Linked DNA regions of Macaca mulatta: region 1 is linked to region 2. The links are chromatin contacts, called in public Hi-C maps. All regions are on one chromosome and are shown on one strand. The core of a region is the stretch at or near the end of the contact, and the rest is flanking DNA. Distances in the headings are between cores, read along the strand shown.

The links. A called contact is a pair of places that touch in the nucleus more often than the background predicts.
Region 1: a Hi-C map of liver shows a contact between it and region 2, with 2.9 times the contacts expected there. The contact joins the promoter of PA2G4 here to the promoter of SUOX in region 2. A contact is called at or near these places in 2 of 14 Hi-C or Micro-C datasets (fetal cortex germinal zone and liver).

The regions. Positions count from the first base shown.
Region 1 is chr11:63,253,051-63,258,187 of T2T-MMU8v2.0, forward strand. It overlaps PA2G4 (proliferation-associated 2G4), which reads left to right and starts at 1,560. Exons shown (of 14, transcript XM_015151941.3): 1 at 1,560-1,843; 2 at 3,593-3,721; 3 at 4,001-4,106; 4 at 4,200-4,269; 5 at 4,557-4,649. The coding sequence starts at 1,756. It overlaps ERBB3 (erb-b2 receptor tyrosine kinase 3), which reads left to right. Exons shown (of 27, transcript XM_077954497.1): 27 at 1-525.
Region 2 is chr11:63,140,819-63,146,281 of T2T-MMU8v2.0, forward strand. SUOX (sulfite oxidase) reads left to right here and starts at 3,543. Exons shown (of 8, transcript XM_077954488.1): 1 at 3,543-3,608; 2 at 3,884-3,992. It overlaps RAB5B (RAB5B, member RAS oncogene family), which reads left to right. Exons shown (of 7, transcript XM_077954493.1): 7 at 2,791-2,953.

The DNA of each region.
Region 1 (5,137 bases), core at 310-2,809, 110 kb after region 2:
AGGGAAAAAAAAAAAAAAAAGAAACTGAGCCTTAAAGAGATGAAATAAATTAAGCAGTAGGTCCAGGATGCAAAATCCTCCCAATTCCTGTGCATGTGCTCTTACTGTAAGGTGCCAAGGAAAACTGATTTAAGTCACAGCCCTTGTTTACGGGGCACCGTTTCTTGTTTTTGCACTGAATCAAGTCTAACCCCAACAGCCACATCCTCCTCCTATACCCAGACATCTCGTCTCAGGAAGTGGTGGTGGGGGTAGTCAGAAGGAAAAATAACTGGACATCTTTGTGTAAACCATAATCCACATGTGCTGTATATGATCTTCACTCCTTATCCCCAAGATCCCCTTTTAGAAGCCCTTCTCATCTAGCAGTGAGAAGCTTCCAGGTAGGACAGAAAGAAGATCCAGCTTCAGCTTCACACCTCTGTCCCCTTGGATGGGGAACTGAGGGAAAATGTCTGTTGTATCACTGAAGTTTTTTGTTTTGTTTTTATACATGTCTGAATAAAAATGCCAAAGTTTTTTTCAGCTTCCTGTCTGTCAAGTGAAAACATTTCGTATAAGAGATCTGCTCCTCAGCAGTGGATAGTCACCTTTCTGTCTTCTGACAGTGCTACTCTGTCCCATGTAGATTTCTCTAGTCCTACTATTACTTGGTATTTCTTTAGAACAAGCATAGCGCATAGTCCTTTTCATTAAGGGTTTTAGTAGAAATCTACAAGGCAACCAATTGGGAATAACAAAAAGAACCCACGTGCTTGAAGATTTATAAAAAGCCCTATACGTGTCCAGTCTCCTTCAGAGGCCAAATACTGAAACCTCCAGATGCTTCTGAATTCATTATCTTAGAAAAGTCACCAAATCTTTTTATTTTTTCACGGTAAGAACTCTCAACAAACATGTCTTTCTGAACACTTCCCTTAGGTGCCCCATCCAGGTGCCTGTTATTGGAACAATAATGTCATGTTACTTCATTAGGAGTCCGGCCTCTAGATTACGAGGCCTTTAAATGGATGATCCCTCCGGTGTCCGGCTGCGCAGCTGGCCCCCGTTCCCAGCACCCTTGGTCTTCTTCCACCTGTCTGCCCCTCCCTGTTCTCCCAGCTTCGGAGGACGACTGAACCGGCTGGGCGGGTTTCGCCAGCCGACCCAAGTATCCGAGGAAGGGCGCACCCAGCCTCCCCGCCCTAGGTGCAGACACTGCCCACCCGCCGCGGCTCCACTCTACTCCACCCCTGCTCGCTCGACTCTAAACCTATTTCCCCGCCGTAGCTCCGCCCCTCTTCCCTCAGCCCGCCCCTCTGTTACTGGCTTTCGCACAGCGTTCTCGGTGGAAGTGGTTTTTCCGGGAGAGACCACGCTTCCCCTCAAGCTCCCCAACGGCTCCGCCTTCCCGCCGGAGCCTGACCCTTCCCAGCGTGCCCGGCGATTCCGGCGTGCGAGGCCCTTGGAGGGCAAGGCCCCAGGGCCTGGCTTAGGAGCGTGAGCGGCAGGCTGGGAATTGTAGTTCGAAAGCCCTCGAGGGCGGCTAAAGGCTGGCGGTGGAGAGGACTAGTTTTCCCAGCGTGCCCTGCGCCTCAGCCCGCGCGCTCACAGCTTCTCGCTCTCGCCTGCCTGCCTGCTCCCTTGCTTGCTCGCGCTTTCGCTCGCCCTCTCCTCGAGGATCGAGGGGACTCTGGCCACAGCCTGTGGCTGGGAAGGGAGACAGAGGCGGCGGCGGCTCAGGGGAAACGAGGCTGCAGTGGTGGTAGTAGGAAGATGTCGGGCGAGGACGAGCAGCAGGAGCAAACTATCGCCGAGGACCTGGTCGTGACCAAGTATAAGATGGGGGGCGACATCGCCAACAGTGAGTGCGACCTCGGGGGTCGGGGAATCAAGGCTGACAGGGAAAGGTGCCAGGCTGGCCCTGAAGGGGCTGGAGCGGAGGGGTCATGCGAACTGAGCTACTGAGGGGCCCGCACCAGTCCGCTGGGGGCGGCGTGGTGGGAAGACCCGGTGTCGCTCCTGGGACCTGAGCGGCCAGGCCCAGGCTGAAGTCTATGGAGGTGCGGGTCGGCGACCGGGATGAGCGGAGAGAGGGTAACCTGGCAGGCTCCGACCCGAGGCCGTTTGTTAGGAGGCAAGACGTGTTTTCTCTTGTTCCTATCCTTCATTCCCGATTTCTGCTTCCTCTGATTCTGGCAACGGCGAGGCCACCTCGAAAAGGAAGCGCCCAGCTATTGGCGACAGAAGCGCCCCTCTGTTTTTGTCGCGTCTGCGGGGCGTCAGGAGCCGAGCCGGCACGTGTTGCTGGGTCCCCTTGCGGATGGCTGGCCCCCTTCTTCCTCCAGTACTGTCCCTGACACCAGCTTCCCCACCACGTGCTTTGCTGGAGCCTTTCCTTCTTCAGCTCTTACCCTGGTGGGGGCCCCCTTCTACCCTTGGGCCAGCTAAGGGGACCGTTGGAGAGCACTCCTGGAGCTTCTAACACAAGTTTTGGAGATATATATGGCTTTTCTTGAAGTTACTCATTATTACTACCTTTCCAATCTGTGCAGATAGCCTTAGTTAGCATTCACATTTGTTGTTCAAAGTGACTTGACAACTCAAATGTTTTGGGGTCTCCGTCTTATCCCAACTAGGCAAGCTTGCGAACATTACTGGAAAAGGGAGGACTGATTTTAGGATTTTCACAAGTCATCCTTATTCCAGCTGTGCTCTGAGGATCTCAGCAGTTGCCTGCCACTCTAGGCGATGTCACTTTCTCTTTTCTCTCTTTCTAGTTAGCCTTTCCATTTTATTTAAAACCCAGTTAGGGAGATACAAACTGCTTGTCATTGTGTTTTTAAATGGTTTTAACAGCAAAGATGGTGGGAAAGAGGTATTTAGGATGCCTCCCATCCTGTGGGTGAAAATCTGAGTTTTACCCGCTTTCAAAGAATCACCAAAACTGAGATTTCAAAACTCAAACCTGTGCTTTATATCACAGTGGACATTTAGTATAGTACCCTGGTTTTGGTGCCTTTTAGTATTTGAGATACTAGGGATTTGAATCAGAAAATCCCTTTCTTACAGTTTATAACTTTGGCCTCATATTTCTTTGAGATAAGCCATGATCCCCCAAAATGAAACCCAGGGACCTTAGATTAAGTCCCCTTGGCTTATACACTTGTTTATGAGGAATTAAGTCTACATAGATTGAGATTCCTAACACCTAATTAGAGTGTCTGAGAAAGGAAGGCGGTAACATTTAACAGTGCTTCAGCTTCGAGTCAGCAATTCTGTCTACATTCCTGTCCCTGATGCCTATAAATTTCATCTAGTCTTTCCATGTATGTGGGGATACCATGGCAAGAACTCTCTGAAGTTCATAACTCTGTCCTGTCACACCAAAGGTAGCATCTTTGGAAAGTCCGAGGCCTTGCCTAAGGAGATGGATTGCATATACCCAGTTGTCACATAATGTAAGGAAGAGAAGGGAATGTTGACCTTTCAGCCTCAGGGCAATGGCACTAGGGAGCATTAGAAACTCTTAAGTTCAACTTCCAGGTATTCCTTGGGAGGTAACTAGACAATGAATACATACAAGGCTGACATGATGGGATTCTGTCCTCAGGGGTACTTCGGTCCTTGGTGGAAGCATCTAGCTCGGGTGTGTCGGTACTGAGCCTGTGTGAGAAAGGTGATGCCATGATTATGGAAGAAACAGGGAAAATCTTCAAGAAAGAAAAGGAAATGAAGAAAGGTAAAAAAAAAAAAAAAAAATCCCTCACTAATTTCCTGTTTGACCCTTATTTGGTCCTATATGTTTTTATTTTTTTCACTGTAATGATGCAGTCCCCACCCTGGCTCTGGCTGAGATATTTGGAAATTTGGAATGACAAGTGGGATATAAGCAGTTTCCTACCTAATACAAACTGATGAAACTTAAGCAAGACCCTGAAAAAATCCTTCCACTCTTCTGAAGGGCACTAGGGCTTCTGGGAGACAGCAAGGCAGTAGGCTGATGATTTTTTCTTTACAGGTATTGCTTTTCCCACCAGCATTTCGGTAAATAACTGTGTATGTCACTTCTCCCCTTTGAAGAGCGACCAGGATTATATTCTCAAGGAAGGTGACTTGGTAAAAATGTAAGGTTAAACCGTTTTAAAGCATTTTTCTTTTTTTAAAGCATTTACAAAATGCCGGTTCCTAATGCAGTACACTCTGATCTTGCCTTTCAGTGACCTTGGGGTCCATGTGGATGGCTTCATCGCTAATGTAGCACATACTTTTGTGGTTGGTGTAGCTCAGGTAGGTGGCCTGCTTTTGATCTCTGTTCAGCCTTGGGGGTGTAGGGAATGCACCGCTATTTCCTTCTTATTCCCACCCCCAATCACCACGCAGGTCAAGAGAGTGTCTAGAGAAGCAAAAGGAGGAAGGCTTTTTGTTGTTGTTGTTGTTGTTGTTGTTGTTGTTGCTGTTTTTACCCTCCTGTTCATTGGCTGGCCTTCGCATATGGGTTCACAGATATTAACCAGATAGCCAGCTGAGTTAACAAACTTTCCAGGAAGATACTGATTGCATGTCCTTATCTACAGGGGACCCAAGTAACAGGGAGGAAAGCAGATGTTATTAAGGCAGCTCACCTTTGTGCTGAAGCTGCCCTACGCCTGGTCAAACCTGGAAATCAGGTAAGCTATTTTATCCAGTTCCAAAGCTTGGTTCAACTCAAACCAAAAGTTGAACCAACTTTTATCCAGTTCCAAAGGCATTAGACACCTGTTGCTACTCTATATGAAACTACCAACCTCCCCTATAGACCCCTTATAAAACAGCTTTTTAAAATTAGATATATTTGGCTGGGCACAGTGGCTCACGTCTGTAATCCCATCACTTTTGGGGGCCAAGGTAGGAGGATAGCTTGAGGCCAGGAGTTCAAGACCAGCCTGGGAAACATGGTGAAACCCCATTTCTACAAAAAATAACAAAAATTAGCTGGGCATGGTAATGTGTGCCTGTATTCCCAGCTGTCAGGGAGGCTGAGGTGGGAGAATCACCTGAGCCTGAGAGATTGAGGCTGTGGTGAGCTATGATCATGCCACTGCACTCCAGCCTGGGCAACAATGAAACCCTGTTTCACAAAAGAAAAAGGAAAAATAAGCATTTGCTGTCCCCACAA
Region 2 (5,463 bases), core at 2,293-4,792:
AGTGGTTTAATCCATGTACCACTAGGGGCTAGTACCACAGAGGCCTCCTGTGGTGCCCTCATATCATACCACCTGTTCCTGTGGACAGGGAATGACCAGCACTGAAGGTACCTTACAACTGGCTCATATTATCAGAGGACCTTGGTCCTTTCTGAATCTCTAGTCTCTCTTCATATCCCTTATCAGGTGTTTTAAGATGTCTCTGAGAAGCCATCAAGGCAAAAGAGAACTTTAAGTTCCTTGTTCCAGCCTAGAGTTTTGGGAAAGAAAGAAAGAGAAAGGAAAGGTCACAGTGACCTAGGATTGGAACCTTTTTGCTGTTCTGGCTTGCAGACTACCTTCTATCCCAAAACAGCTGAGAAATCTGTGAAGCTGAGATTCTGAAGGACCCAGCTTAGTTTCTTCCACTTAGGCCTCAATTCCCTTCCTTTTCCAGGGGCAGCCTTAGTTCCCATGGCCCTGAAACACACACATTTCCCCCTTCCTTTCCCAGAAGCCACTGACCCCCCCAAAGCACCCAGTGCATCTGTTTTACAAGTGGAAGAACTAGGATGGCTTTCTAAAGTCTCCTAGAAATGAAGTTCTTTCTCTGTGCAGCTTTACCCCATGGAGCAGAGTGAAGATGTTTCATTGTCTTGGGGCTGGGAAACCACTTCCCCAGGCTTCTCCCTCCCCCACCCCCATAGGAAAAGGATTTGGCCTTAGCTTCTGGGCCTATCGGCTGCCTTCCCTCTACTTCCTACCACCTCTTCTGCCTTCCTTTGAGCTCTGTTGGGCTTGGGGATCTTAGTTTATTTTTTTGTATTATTTCCCAGCTCATTTTTTTCTTCTGGTCAGTTTTTTTAAGGGGGGGTGTTTTGGTTTTTTGTTTTTGTTTCGCTTCTAAGAAAGCATTTGCCTTTCTTCCTCTCCCAACATAACAATCGTGGTAACAGAATGCGACTGCTGATTTACCGATGTATTTAATGTAAGTAAAAAAAGGAAAAAAAGAAAAGGGCATTGGAGTGTTGCTTGCTTTTTTTTTTTTTTTTTTTTTTTTTTCTGTTTGTCAGATACTAGGAATTTGGAAGAAAGGATACCCGGTAATGTTTTACTGAATCAGAAACACACCTTGCCCTGCATCTTGATACATCCTTATTCCCTTTAATCTTTTCTTAAACATCTAGTTTAGAAAATAGCCCTTCTATTGCTATTTAATCACTCCTATTCTAAGGCCACTAGATTGTTCATCAAATCAAACCCTATTATATCTTTTTAGGTCCTCATAATGGAATGTATATGTGTAGGGTGTGGTCTATGGATCTTTGGGCCCACTGATGAGATTGGAGGGGGGGTGCTATTTGAAGTAGTATACAAAAATGTATGTGCTTTTTTTGTTTTGTTTTGTTTTGTTTGAGACGGAGTCTCTGTCGCTAGGCTGGAGTGCAGTGGTGTGATCTTGGTTCCCAGCAATCTCCACCTCCCGAGTTCAAGTGATTCTCCTGCCTCAGCTTCCTGATCCCTGAGTAGCTGGGATTACAGGCACGCACCAACACACCCAGCTAATTTTTGTATTTTTAGTAGAGACGGGGTTTCACCACGTTGGTCAGGCTGGTCTCGAACTCCTGACCTCGTGATCCATCCACCTTGGCCTCCCAAAGTGCTGGGATTATGGGCGTGAGCCACTGACCCTGGCCGTATGTGCATATTTCTAGGATCCATTTCTATATGTTTCTCAAAGGGGTCCATGGCCTAAAGGTTGAAAAACATCACTGAATTAGTTTTTTTGGTTCATCTTGTAGCTTCTGCCTCAACGGGAAAATTTCCCTTGGATCTGCTCTTGACTCCTAGTGTACTTCAGACCCTTCAGTCCATCACAGTCTAAAGGTTGAGGGAAGGGGGATGAAATAGAATTATGTGTGGTTGCCGGAGGCTTTAAATTCCAAAGAATCTGAAGGAGGATAGGAAAGAGGACTGGTGCCAGACAAAGCTGGCATTCTAGGCCTGTCTCTGTCAACTTACCAACTGTGGCCTTGATCAAGTTAGTGCTTTCTGCCTCGTTTCTTCATCTGTAAAATAAAAGCTGAAGATTAAGGTCAATTATGTAAAGCATGTGTGTAACACAAAAGTAGACGACACTATTAGGAAGGAGGCTTTTAGATAATCCCTAATTGACTTCTCTATATCTTCCTTTGGCTGAGACTTTTTTTTCTAGGTTGAAGCTTGTTCTCTCTCTCTCTCTCTCTCTCTCTCTATATATATATATATATATATATATATTTTTTTTTTTTTTTTTTTTTTTTTTAACAACTGGTAGAATAGTAGGATAGGTTGGGCATCAGCCTCTTCCAATGATTTGATTGTATACAGATTGAAATCCTTTCTATTTCCAAACACTTAAGAGCCAAAGCCAACTTTTCACTGTCGGTTCCCTTACCTTATATCTCTTAGTAATACCCCACACCTCCGTTCCCTGATTCCTGGTAAAAGCTCTAGTTGGAGAGAGGAAAGGAAAGGAAATGATCTTTCAAAATTAAAGGTGAACACCTTCACTTAAACTAATTAAAATTGTATCTCCACCCCCTGGCCTGTAGAGGGCAGTGTAAGGATACATTTGTCCGGGTTAGGGGACTAGGTTTGATAAATTTTGTCCCGCATCAAATGACAAAAGGGTAATAGAAAATGTATTATATTTGTGCCCCTTACTTTGAGATAAGAGACTACAACCTTCATACTTCGGGGTGTTAAGCTGCCATTGCTCTTGTTAAGAGGCAGTTTGTTTTAGAGATGGGGTCTTGCTCTGTTGTCCAGGCAGGAGTGCAGTGCCGCGATCTTGGCTCAGTGCAACCTCGAACTCCTGGGCTTAAGCGATCCTCCCGCCTCAGCCTGCCGAGTACTGGGACTACGGGCGCGTACCACCAAGGGGCGATTATTATTATTTTTTTTTCTATGCAAAATAAAAGATGGCTATTCAGTGTTGTTGGTTCATTTTTGTTTGGGGAGAAATTCGACTAGCCCAAGGAATCTCAAATTCTTGGAACCACTATTATTGGCATTTCTGTTCTCATTCCTGGAATATAAGAATTGAGCGACTGACCTTGCTTTCTCTAAAAGATAAACAGGGTGGTTGTAGTTGCAACAGGGTAGATAGAGGTATGTACCCTGGGGTTAATTAAAGTGGAGATGACAGCCGGAAGAAACTGGACTGGATCCCGAGGCCTCCTCCAGGGAGGGGCGGTAGGGGCGACTCAAAATCTCCCACCTCTCAGCGCAACTTTTGGATTCCTCGTCACCTTCCACACTGCCCGAGCTCCGGACATACAGCCCCGGTGCACGAGGGTCCCATTCTTTGCACACCAGGGGTATAATGGACTCTGGACTGTTGCGAGAGTGACAGCAAAAAGCCAGCCTCTTCTCCGAAGCTTCTTGGCAACCTGCCTGTCTCGGCTCCAGGAGGCGGGTTTCAGCCAATGGCTGAGCCACTCGCTTCCAACCAATGGCTGAGGGGTTGAGCTGAGGGGAATGAGTGGTCCCTTACTGCAGCGGGACGCAACGGCGCTGGCCCCGCCCCTCGAGAACTCGCTGAGAGCTGGGCTGGTAAAATTGCATTACAGAGGACACTGGACTCGGTAAGGAGGCTGGGGGTGGGAAAGAAGCTGGGGAGGAAGGGCTGCTGAGCTGGGCAGCGGAGGGGGCATTGGTGTCCAGCTGTGCTCCGAACCTCGAGGGCAACAAAACTATCAGTACCTGCCTCCACTCTCTCTGTCTGGGTGCTCTTGAGATCGCGGGGTGTTGCCACAAGACCCTTTTGTGCCTGGATGTCGGACGTATCTTCCTACCTAATGTGCCCGTGGGGAGTGAGGGGTCATCACCTGCACCAACGGGTGGCATTTCTGTATTACAGCAAAAGGCTGTCCCTCCCAAACCTGGGATTCTGGGTTGACTGAGTTCACCTACGAGTCAGCACTACCTGCACTGCTCTGGTCTAGTACAAACAGGCTGCTGGCATTGAGGTAGGTGGCAGAGAGAGTAAGGGTCCCTTGGCCTAGGGGCAAGGTGAAGACTGCTCCTATTCCCATCTCTAGGTTTCTTCGCCTCCCTACCCACGACCCACCCACCCCGACACATTGGTCTCCAGCATCTCATCAGCAGTTTAGACATTTCTCACTACTCCTCACTCCGGCCCTGCTGGGTCAGTGCTCTCTGTTCAGCAATGTGAGGAAGAAACTGTTACCGGGCAGAAGGCAGAAAAATTACTTTCCTTCTTCAGCCTGCCCCTGACACTCTGGCCAATAATTCCTCAATTTGCTGAGCTCACTACAGTGGCATAGACAAGATTGAGGTGGTCCGGGACCCTGGGTTGGGGTCCAGTTCCTAGCTGGGTTCAATTTAATTTTTTTAGGGTAAATGGGGGGAGAGTTGGGGACTGAAAGGCCTTCAAAGACAATGTTATTATAGTAGTCTCCCCTTATCCAAGGTTGTGTTTTCCTGAGTTTCAGTTAGCCATGGTCAACCGCTTGGAAAATAGGTGAACACAGTTCAATAAGATATTTTGAGGCTGGGAGTGGTGGCTCATGCCTGTAATAATCCCAGGACTTTGTGAGGCCAAGTTTGAAGGATCACTTGAACCCAGGAGTTTGAGACCAGCCTGGGCAACATAGTAAGACCTCATCTCTACAAAAAAAAAAAAAAAAAAGCCATGCATGGTGGCTCATGCCTGTGGTCCCAGCTACTCAGGAGGTTGAGGCAGGAGGATGGCTTGAGCCCAGAAGTTTGAGGCTGTAATGAGCTGAGATCACACCACTGCACTCCAGCCTGGGCAACAGAGCGAGACCCTGTCGGGGGCAGGGGAGGGTAGGGGAAGCCAGACAGTGGCTTATGCCTGTAAACCCAGCACTTTGGGGGCTGAGGCAGCAAGAGGCCAGGAGTTCAAGACCAGCCCTGACAACATAGTGAGACTCCCATGTCTACAGAAAAATTAGCCAGGCTTGGTGACACACGCTTGTAGTCCCAGCTAGTGGGGAGGCTGAGGCAGGAGGATGGCTTGAGCCCAGGAGGTTGAAGCTGCAGTGAGCCATGATTGACACTTGCTCCATCACCCAGGCTTTTTTTTTTTTTTTTTTTTTTTTTTTGAGACCAGGTCTGGAGACCTATTGACCTATTGCCCAGGCTGGAGTACGGTGGTGCCATCATGACTCATTGCAGTCTCGACCTCCTGGGCTCAAGCCATCCTCTCATCTCAGCACTCCTCTCCTCACCACCCCAGTAACTGAGACTACAGACAGGCATCACCATGCCCAACTAATTTGTTTTTTTTTTCTAGAGACACAGTCTCACTATGTTGCCCAAGCTGGTCTTGAACTCCTGGGGTCAAGTGATCCTCCTTCCGTGGCCTCCCAAAATGTTGGGATTATAGGCATGAGCCACCATGCCTGGCCAAAAAAAAATGTATTTTGAGAGAGAGACCACATTCATATAACTTTT